2 separate regions of the Zea mays genome follow, and region 2 is linked to region 1. A link is a contact called in public Hi-C data. All regions are on one chromosome and are shown on one strand. The core of a region is the stretch at or near the end of the contact, and the rest is flanking DNA. Distances in the headings are between cores, read along the strand shown.

The links. A called contact is a pair of places that touch in the nucleus more often than the background predicts.
Region 2: a Hi-C map of leaf shows a contact between it and region 1, with 5 times the contacts expected there. The contact joins the promoter of LOC100280886 here to the promoter of LOC100272758 in region 1. A contact is called at or near these places in 3 of 25 Hi-C or Micro-C datasets (ear, endosperm and leaf).

The regions. Positions count from the first base shown.
Region 1 is chr10:111,353,475-111,358,428 of Zm-B73-REFERENCE-NAM-5.0, reverse strand. LOC100272758 reads left to right here and starts at 2,924. Exons shown (of 2, transcript NM_001319979.1): 1 at 2,924-3,678; 2 at 4,326-4,642. The coding sequence starts at 3,226. The coding sequence ends at 4,415.
Region 2 is chr10:111,623,067-111,628,546 of Zm-B73-REFERENCE-NAM-5.0, reverse strand. LOC100280886 (chaperone protein DnaJ) reads right to left here and starts at 3,189. Exons shown (of 1, transcript NM_001364650.1): 1 at 2,208-3,189. The coding sequence starts at 3,067. The coding sequence ends at 2,702.

The sequences.
Region 1 (4,954 bases), core at 1,675-4,174:
CATCACTCCTGGTTTTTCACCTTCTGTCAAGCCAAAGGTACAAATATAATTTAAATATCGTTGATGTTTATTCATGATTAAATAATAAGGATATGAATAGTCTAATTAGTTGAAATGATTATTCATGTTCCCTTCACGTTTCATATATCTCTGTTTATATCTTTGCTTATTGAAATGATGAAGGTACGTCATTCATGACCTTCGTCCGAAGATCATTATATCATAAGGAAGATAATGTTACGAAAGACGAAGATCTTTAACCATTAACACTTGTGTTGTCTTGTTCTTGATTCATAGCATTTGAAAACAAGTGACCAACACCAATCAATTGATCATTGATCATTGAGTCAAAGATATATCATTTTCTTATATATAGGTAACTAAGTAACCACTTGTTTAAGTCAATTTTACATTAAATTGTAATTATTGGGTTCAAATAAAGTTTATATGTGCTATTATCTATACATTTGCATGGTTTAAAAAATTGTAGCTGCATAAATATTTTTTAGTGTGACCCTACCCTTATCAAGATCCTGGCTCCACCACTGATCGCAATTGTATCGGCAGATGCAGTCCACATATCGGCCGTGCTTATCCGAGTATGTCACGATTATGGACCTCCTAATGGCAAGTTTTGGATAAGCATCTCTCACCAACTCTTTGCCAAAGAAAAGGGAAGGTGTCGAAGAAGCAGCTGTCAAGTGCAAGCTGATATGAGAGTAGTACACAATTGCATATAGTATAGCTCATAGCCTCTTGACACATGACACCGGGTCCACGTCCAGGTTTACCTTTTCGAGCTAGTTTGAGAGCCATAAGAAGGGATTGAAGGACTAAAATCCACTTTATAGCTAGTTTGAGAGTCATAAAATTGAAGGAGATTGCAGGGCCTAGAATCCTTTTCTTTAGAAGCCACAAAACCGGAGGGGATTTGAGGGGCTAGAATTTGAATAAGAAGTGGATTCTAGCCCCTCCAATCTCCTCCAGTTCTGTGACTCCCAAACTAAGCTTCAAATTGAATAAGAAGTGAATTTTAGCACCTCCAATCATCTTCGATATTTTAGCTCCAAACTAGTCCTTCGTGTGCAAGGTGGTTGAGTTAATTACTCCGGCAGTGAACGAAGCAGCATTTGTAATTAAGCCTACATCCACTGTGATGATGGGATCATCGAGAGATGAGGCCATGCATGCACAGTTCATTTGTCAAATGATCGACTTAGGGTATGTATAGTGGTGATTAATATAGAGGCTCTTGAGATGTTTAAAGAGATTAATTGCGAAAATTCGTGGAGCCATCTCTCCGTAAAGAGACGCATTTGCCTCGTAACCCAAATAGCAACAGACGTCTCACCTCCCACTGTACTAATTCGTTGTCTGGTCTATCGATCCGATGTTGTACACACACATTTACTTCTGTATTTATTAATAGACTATATTTATATACACTCCATTGTATAATGAAGTCTCTTACCGTGTGATTGGATGCATGGGCGTGCGTAGCCAAGCTCGCATGAGCATGTTTCACTGAGTACGACTAATTTCTACGTATCTGTGGATCTAGACAAATTCTAAATTGCATCGGTGCGTGCGTGCCAGTAAGACTAGATGCAGCGAACCAAACACAGGTCGAGTCGTGGTCAATACATGTGGAGAGTCTGACTCTTCATATGCGGGCAACCAAACACACGATTAGTTATATCTTGTATTTGGAGAACCGTTTTGCTGTCTCTCTGCTATACATGCCTTAGAGCTGGTGTTAGGTACTATAGAGTTCCATGTTAATTTGATGCACATGTCGACACTCGGCAACAACTACTCGATGTCAGATGTCAGATTTGTGGTCGTGCGCTGCTGCTTCTTTTGGTGACTTGAAAGCAACACGAGCAGTTTTTATCAATTTTTTATCAACTCATTATAGAGGTCCCTACATCATTTTTATTAACTGCGGTTAAATGTACATTTTTTATATTGTTACATTGTTACTCAAAGTTGACTGTTATTACATGTTTCCAATCCAAAGTCTAAAGGAATCGGCCATATAGTTTGTTTGAGTTTGTAGTATATGAGGAGCATCTCTTTTTATGGTCTTTTTGCAACCCCAAGATGTGGGGATGTGTTACAGGTTTTTATCATATATTTGTACCATGCAATATAATGAAGCATAACCCCTTTTATTTGTTAGATTGAACTTCTTTGCCGGATGTAGTGTGATTTCAATTGACACTACACGACAGTTGATCTTTAGCGACCCTTATTAGATACCAACTGTTGGTTGCTAAAGGTTAGGGGGCGACGATCAGTCGCTAAATCCTTTTGTAGCAACGGTCGGTAGGTCGCTAAAAGTCTAAAAATTTAACAACTTATGGTTGGTCGCTATAGATGTCTTTGGGGACTAGCGGTGGGTCGCTATAGAGCAAGGATCACTATCAAATCTTATAGCCTGAACGTGCCTGTAGATGTTAGTGACTAAAAATTAATTAAAACAATTAAACATTGATCGCTAAATTGTAGTAAAGAAAAAAGAATTGTAGAAAAGAAAAAAAGAATTATGGAAAAGAAAACGAATTGTAAAAAAGGATTTTTAAGGTTTTGAACCTTGAATCTGTTTGACTCAATTTTTAAGGTTAATCATTTTGTATATAATTATTTGCAAAAATCTCACTTTTATTGTTTTATTGTGACACACGGTTGATTTAAATGGAATCTATTCGAAAATTATGTATTTTATTTATAAACTATTATTTTTGGGATTTATTATAATTTTTAGAGAGTATATATATTTTTTGTTACAGTAAAAAGGAAATTCGAAAAAAGAAAAAAAACACAAACCCTATCCTAATCGGCCCACTAGGGGCCCAACACCTAACCCTAGCGCGCGCCCTGGCTCCTCCCTGTGGCCGCCGCCTCCTACTTCCTCTCCCTCAGCCGCCACCCACTCTCTCCTCTTCCCTCTCTCTGCACCGACTTCTGCGGCAGCGGCGGCGACGCCATGGGCCCGGTGGGCTTGGCCGCCGTCCTGTGCTACGGGGACACCGTGACGCAGCTCCACATCGTGGGCGCCGCGGGCGCGGGCGCACCGCCTCTGCCCAGGAACTTCTCCATCGGGGTCGTGGTCACAACGCTGTCCAGGCTCCCCGACCTCAAGGTGCTCACGCTGTCCGGGCTCGAGCTCTGGGCCCGCTGCCGGGCAAGCTCGGTCGCCTCGCGTCGCTGGAGATCGTCAACATGAGCGGCAACTATCTCTTCGGCGAGGTCCTGCGGGGCGTGTCGCGCCTCGCCGGTCTCCAGACACTGGTCCTCGATGACAACATGCTGGGCGGTGAGGTGCCGACCTGGATCGGCGCCCAGCCGTCGCTGGCCGTCCTGAGCCTGCGGAACAACACGTTCCAGGGCGTCGTGCCGGAGTCCCTGGGAAGCGCCCCCTCGCTGCGGTCGCTCGTTCTCGCGTCCAACAACCTGTCCGGGAACCTGCCGGACATGAGCCAGCAGGCCAACCTCCAGGTGCTCGACGTCGGCGGCAACTCGCTCGAGCCGGCGTTCCCCAAGCTCGGGAGGAAGGTGGTCACCGTGGTCCTGGCTAGGAACCGGTTCGTCGCCTTCCTCCAGAACCCGCAGCTCGTGCAGGAGTTCAGGCCCGACAAACAGTACAACATCCACATGCTCCAGGAGCGATATCAGGTCCGGGTTCCCCCCTACTCCCTCTGCTCAAGTCCCGTTTTTGAGACATGTATACTTTGGTTGGCTAGGCATGCGGGTTTGTGGATTTCCGTGTTTATTAGATGTTGTTATGAAATTATGAGGTTGTGCGGTCATTAAAAAGTCTCAAATTGATTTGCTCATACATCGGAGCAATCTTAGGGGCTAGGTGTTTAGTTAGCATATGATTTGGTCCTAGTTGTACACTATGTTGCGAGGAATCTTGAATTGGCTGAATGGTGACTTTAGCTCCCATATTATGGTAAGTAGATTGTGAGATGTGTTTTATTGGCACTATCTATAATTTAGTATGTTATAGGCATTTTAGCACATGTGTCCTAGAATATAGACATATGTAGTTCTTCCTATTATCTTAGTTGATTCCCTTGTATCTTATAGTCCAAAAAGTGATTTCGCCATTGTGGCTAGTTCAGGTTTATGTTCTTTCAACTCTAGCAAGGGACAATTCACAGTGAGAGTTTTCTCTGCTGGATCACTGTAGGGAAAGGACAATGCATATTAAATAGGATCAAAATTCAGATGAAACATTGAAGGTGTGCATTTTTATTGCTATAGCTTGTTTTGTGATAAATGCTAATGAATTGATTAATCCTTGTTTACCAATGTAGATCGGTCCTGACCAGATTGAAGCTCTGTATCAGTGTGCCAAATTTCAGTTTGAGTGTGGTAACTACTCAGGAGCAGCTAGAGTGATGTAGTTGTGGGCTTTTGAACAATAGCTGGAGTAATATGAAACATTAGTGATGTAGTTGTGGGCTTTTGAACTGCTTCAAGCTGGAGTGATGTCGTTGTGGTGCTTTTGTGACTGATCATCTCTGGAGCTTTTGTGAATGATCTAGCTAGCTATCTATAAATGATCTAGTTGTGAATGATATTATAATTGTGATGCTTTTGTGAATATATAATTGTGGTGCTTTTGTGTTTATGTGATGGATCTATGACTGTGGTATACTGATTAACTGTGTATGTCTTTATGATTTGTGTATAAAATTCGTGATTTGTGGTGCTTAATTAAATGTATATTATTATTAATAACAACTGTAAAAAGAGCGACTTTCTGTTGGTTGCTAAATGTATAGTATGACGACTTACAGTTGGTTGCTAAATCTATAGTACAACAACCCAAGGTTGGTCGCTAAATGTACAATATTAGCAACGGACGGTCGGTCGCTAAAAAGATGTCGGCCGCTAAAGCCTTTAGCGATGGCACTTACAGTGACCATCCTTATGGGTCGCT
Region 2 (5,480 bases), core at 1,940-4,439, 270 kb before region 1:
GGTCACTAGTCGTCTCCTATTCCCATCGAAACACTAACTAGGCTTTGAGGCTTAAACCACTTTGAAGCGTATCCACTATGCTCCCTCCATAATCTTGTCACATGTCACCACATGTTCTCAACCATCTAATTACAAAAGTCCTCTAACGCCTTCATTTGACTTAGTCAACTATCATATTGATTTAGTCAATATGACCTACTCCTCTATATACACTATGTCAGCCACCCACAGACAATCTTCTGGTCTCCTTGATCTCTCAGTCCAAGCCACGACATTTAGCTTTTGTCGCTCCCAATCTATCAGCGTAAACCCACCTAATCTTTACTATTCACTAACGGAACAATGTTCTTTGTCGAGTGTCTGTGGCACTCAGTGTTGGGTACCTGGGAACATGGTACCCAAAGAAGGCCCCCAAGGCCTCCCAAAAATGGTCCACCTGCCAAGCAGTTCGGTGGGAAGGCCTAAAAGGCAACCCGGGGACAGCCCACCAAGTCGACCGACCCATCGAACAAATGTTCGTTGAGCAACCTAGCGAGGAGAGGCTGTCGGCCAACCAGATCGCCGAACAACCTAGCAGGGCGGGATCGCCGACCAACCCAGCGGGTCAGGATCGTCGACCAACCCAGCGAGGCGGGGCCACTGAGTAATCCAACAAGACGACAGCTGGGAAGAGCAGACGTAGTACTACCAAACCACGTCGACACGACGGGACATCACCGAGCCATGCCCGGACCATGGAAGCAACATCGAGGGGTATCTGTCGAACACGACGACAGATACGTAACCCTATTGTCCCGTGGGACCGAACGACCTCGACCGTAGAAACCTCAGCATTGAGGTCTCCACAGTGACCCATACACTGGAGGGGACGGGGAAATACACCGTACCAGGCGTGCATCTATGCATGATGAAAGGTGACACTGGGGGGATAACGGAAGATGAAGTTGTACTGAAGACATCCCTAAATCCCTCCTTGAGCTAACTCAACAGAATTTGCCAGGTGTTGCCACGTCTAAATCGGAGTAGCTACAAGAAGGCGGACAAGACGCGGTGCCATACTAGAAGTACGGCGGTGCACGCCTCGGCAGACGACTCTACAAGAGCTACGAGGCCTGGAAGCGTGACCCAACAGACGAGACCACCGGGGCTACGAGGCCCAGAAGCAGGAGGCCAAACTCCAACCAGTAGAATACTAGTCCTCATTGTAACGTCTACCCTCGGGCTATAAAAGGGCAAGACAACCCCATCCAAACATTATCCCATATCTCTATGACTTCACGTAAGCAATCAGCTGTAACACGTTCCAAGCAAATACCACAATCAGCACTGCACTTGACTAGGGCTTCAGCCTGAACCAGTATAACCAACTCGCCTCGGATCCACCCCAGAGCCATATGTAGCTCACCATTCGGAGTGAGTCTGTGCTAACACCACTGTCGAATACAAATCTTATTGTCCCGTGGTTCCAGAAACCACGACACTCGGCAAAGCCTCGATAACACTCGGCAAACGCTTTCTCGAGTGTTACACTCATCAATAAGGGCTCGGTGAATAGTTTATCGGCAATGGCCTATTTGTCAAAGAAATTGAATTAAATGAACTAAATCTAATAGGAATAGCAAACACTTTGATAAATGTGCTAAAATTGTACATGCAGGTCCAAAGACCGTAGGAATATACTACAAAAAAGTTGGGGGAAGAGAAAAAAGCAAATAAACTTTGCCAAGTGTTATCCATGGACATTCGGTATAGTTAACGAGTGTCACATACCGACTGCTGACGGTAATGTGCGGAGAGTCTTAGTATGTCGAGTGTTTGTCACTCGATAAATAGACCTTTTGCCGCTGAGAGTCTTCACTCGGTTAAGATGGTTGTTGTCGAGTGTCATTTTTTCGATACACCGCAAGTTAAAAGACATATCTATAACAGTAACCCACCGCCTCTGATCGTACGTTCTATTCTTTTTCTGATAGTAGGAAAAAATTTGTAGTAGTTACGTACGTCACATCGCCCTTTTAGGACCATCCGGAAGGTAAGGATTCTCGTCATGTCATCACCGCCTATTGTAGTCGGGCGCACAAATGTGAACGGGTTCCATTTTGATTCGTGCGTTCACACGCACATGCCCAGGTACTACAGTGTTCACTGTCCCCTCTGCACTGAACTGAATGAACGATGAACGGGATTATTGGATGTAGTGTAGCGTCAAACGACCTCGCTGCTGCGTGAATTTGGCATCGTTTGGGATGCTTTTGTTAAGCGACATCTTTCACGTACGCTTAGAGAGAGGATGGAAGCTCAGAAATAAATCGCCAGCTCCAAGATCTTAGCGGTCGTCAGAGAATTGTAAGTCTTGGCATGAGCAAGACAGCCAATAATTGGGAGAATTGCGAGACGAGCTGTGCGTTGCGTAACTCATCTTGCTATCCAAAATAAATATAGCGCGTTTCAATAATTTTTGCTAATCAATCCAGCGCGCTAGCTAACAAATACTACTACAATCTCAATCTCTGATCTTTTTTCGTCCAAAAAAGAGAGCAAGAGCTCCGCGCCGTCATTCCCTTGTGCCAGCAGGTCGCCCGCGCGCCGCACAGAGCCGCCTTCATCCATGATCCGGGAGAACCGGCGGGTCCAGGAGAGGCGAAGAGACGAGGCATCGGCGTCGGCGTCGGCGTCGGCGCGACGGACGGTCAGGTGGTCATCACCTGCCAGTCGGTGCGGTGCGCGCGGACGTGGCGATCCGCACGGGCGCGCGCCGGCCGGTGCCGGACCCGCCGCAGCACCGGCACGGCGTCCGGCGCGTGCCGGCGCACGCGCCGCACCCGGAGCGGCTAATCTTCTTCCCGCGGGCGCCGGCGTCGGACCAGCGCGCGCAGAGGCGGCAGTCCTCCTTGCCCGACCCCCCGCACGCCTCGCAGCGCGGGGCGCCTCCGCCCCAGCGCAGCGCGGGGCCCCCGCCGGGCCTCCACAGCGCGGCGCCCGCGGACGGCGGCGAAGACCTGTTGGCCATCGCGACGCCCGCCAGCATCCCGAGCCCCGCCGACGCCACCGCGATCGCCGTCACCATACTGGCGCGGACCGGCCGGGCGGTGCTTTCTTGGCGCCTGTTGGGCTCTTGCGCTCCTGTGCTTTTGCTTGCTATGGCTTTCTCTAGTTCTCTGTCTCTTGCGGTGGAGGACCTGGTCGACTGCGTGTGCGTGAGCCGGCGAGGAGTTTTATAGAGCGGAGCACCAGCGCGAGTCACCCGGCCCGACGACCCGTCAAGACGAGGCTGCTGCCGGTCGCGGCCGGGTGGGTGGCTTTTGGCGATTACCAAGCTGGCTGCTACTGCTAGTGGCCCAGTGGGGGAGGTCACTTGTCGGCGCTGTCGCTGTCGAGTTGCCTGCCCTGCCACCTTGATCGCCTACCCTCTCGCTCTCCTTGTGCTGGCGGTGGCGGTGGCCCCACTGATTCCAGAGGACTGGCCCTCTGCCATTCTCCTCACCGGCTGTCCCTCGACAATACGGTTAGGCCGACAGGCACACAAGATGCTGGCAATAATCTGTGGTATCGAAATACCATTTCTATGCAACTACCACTAACTTAATCCGCAAGGCATCATAATACTACTTGGCGATATAGATTGAAAAAAAAACGTGCCGCATGATATGAAACTGATACGGTTATTATAAAGCACAACATTAAATATGGCACTATCAGACACATACACGATTAGTAATTGTATCATATCATGTCTATAAATATGGTCAAACATACTATAGCGTCTAATCGTCTCATATAAGTATTACTAGGTATATGTCCGTGCGTTGCAACGGGTGACACTTGTGCACGCATAGATCTCGTTTACTGGTGTTATCAATCGACGAGTCACACTTGTGTACGCATGTCATTGTTTAGTAATATTATTAACTGAACTCTTGGCGGCAGGCAAGGGAGGGGGCATCGAGAGGCGGGCTCGGGGCAGGACATCGGGTGTGTGCGAACGCGAATCGCGTCGAGAAGTAGGCTCGGGGGCAGCAGATGGCTGGAGGTCGTGGCATGCGGAGCGCGGTGCGGTTGAAGTGAGAGGCGGGGAAGGGCTGGAGGAGGACATGCGTGGATGGTTGTGCCAAAAGTGTCGAGTCCATTTGTCAGAGATAGGAAAGGCAGAACCAGAGAGGGTCAACCTACCCCTTACCTTCTTCATAGTAGTATAATCAGTTACATGTACGTTGTTACGGACATACATAAACCTTGTTTAAATAAGATAGTTATTTAAACGTGTTCCAACAGAATTTGCGAGTAAAGTTTGTTTGGTGTTTATACCTTTCCCTTGTGATCTTCTAGACTGCCTTCTTCATCGAGATAAGTAGAGATTGACATATCCTATTTTAACATGAACCATTCCTATATTTCAGTTACCAACTGTTTTTCTCTATGTGCGTGAAACGTTGTGGGTTCCACAATATTGTATAAAGCTTGGATATATTGGGCACCAACTATATATGAAGCTAGTTTATCCATGTCAACTTCTGTACAACTTTACATCCACAAGTTACATTTGCCTGAAAGAACCATGGAGTAAAAAAAGGAAGAGAGGCTTTGATTTCCTCTAAAGCATGCAACAACCAACATCTTATCTTCTAGCTATATGTCAACTGTATCAAAATTGTGGAACCCTGTAACAAAATAACATAAACATAAGTAATCTTCTCACGTCAAAACAGATAAAGATCAAGACACAAATTAGTCTTGTGAGCTCACTTGCAGTGAAGTCAAAAGTCGCAATATAAGTTAGAAAAAAATCACTCCCTAGATCACCCAATTGTCCAAACCCTAAACCCTAAAACCCACAGGTTGTTATGAACTCTGCTTGTTGAGGTTTACCAATAGGACGCCGATGCTATCAGTTGTAGAGGGCACACAGATGTGTGTTGATCTGCGTTGACTGAAAATGATCAGTCCCGGTCAGATGTTGTAATATGTTGTAAGATTGTGTTTCCCATCATAGTTTAGACTGCGGAGAATGATGCTATACCAACCTGCATCAGGAACCATTACTATTAGACAATATTAAAAAAATCTAATTTATTTAAGTATAAGACACCGTTTTAAGGTGAACTGATATGAGTTGGATCAATGAACTGTATCAATAAACATATGGTTCATGCCGCTTGGATGATAAAAGTGGAGGCTTACAAGGATGGTGTTGCCCGTCCTGAATGGGTCCTCTAAGATAGCCTGTAGGTTGCTAGTAAAACAAAAAATAAGAATGCATCCAAGCTTGGCGTGCCATGACACTCACTGTCCTCATCGGGGCCTGGGTGGAGCTGGAGTCGTCCTAGTTCCACTTTGGCAGCTTGCTGGGATCGGTCACCTGGCTAGACAGGGTCTAGCCCAGCACCAACCAGATCAGTATGATTTTACAAAACAGAATAGAAAAAATATAATTGCAGTGGTAGCGGTGAGCATGCAGCATCATTGCATATTTGTACATACAT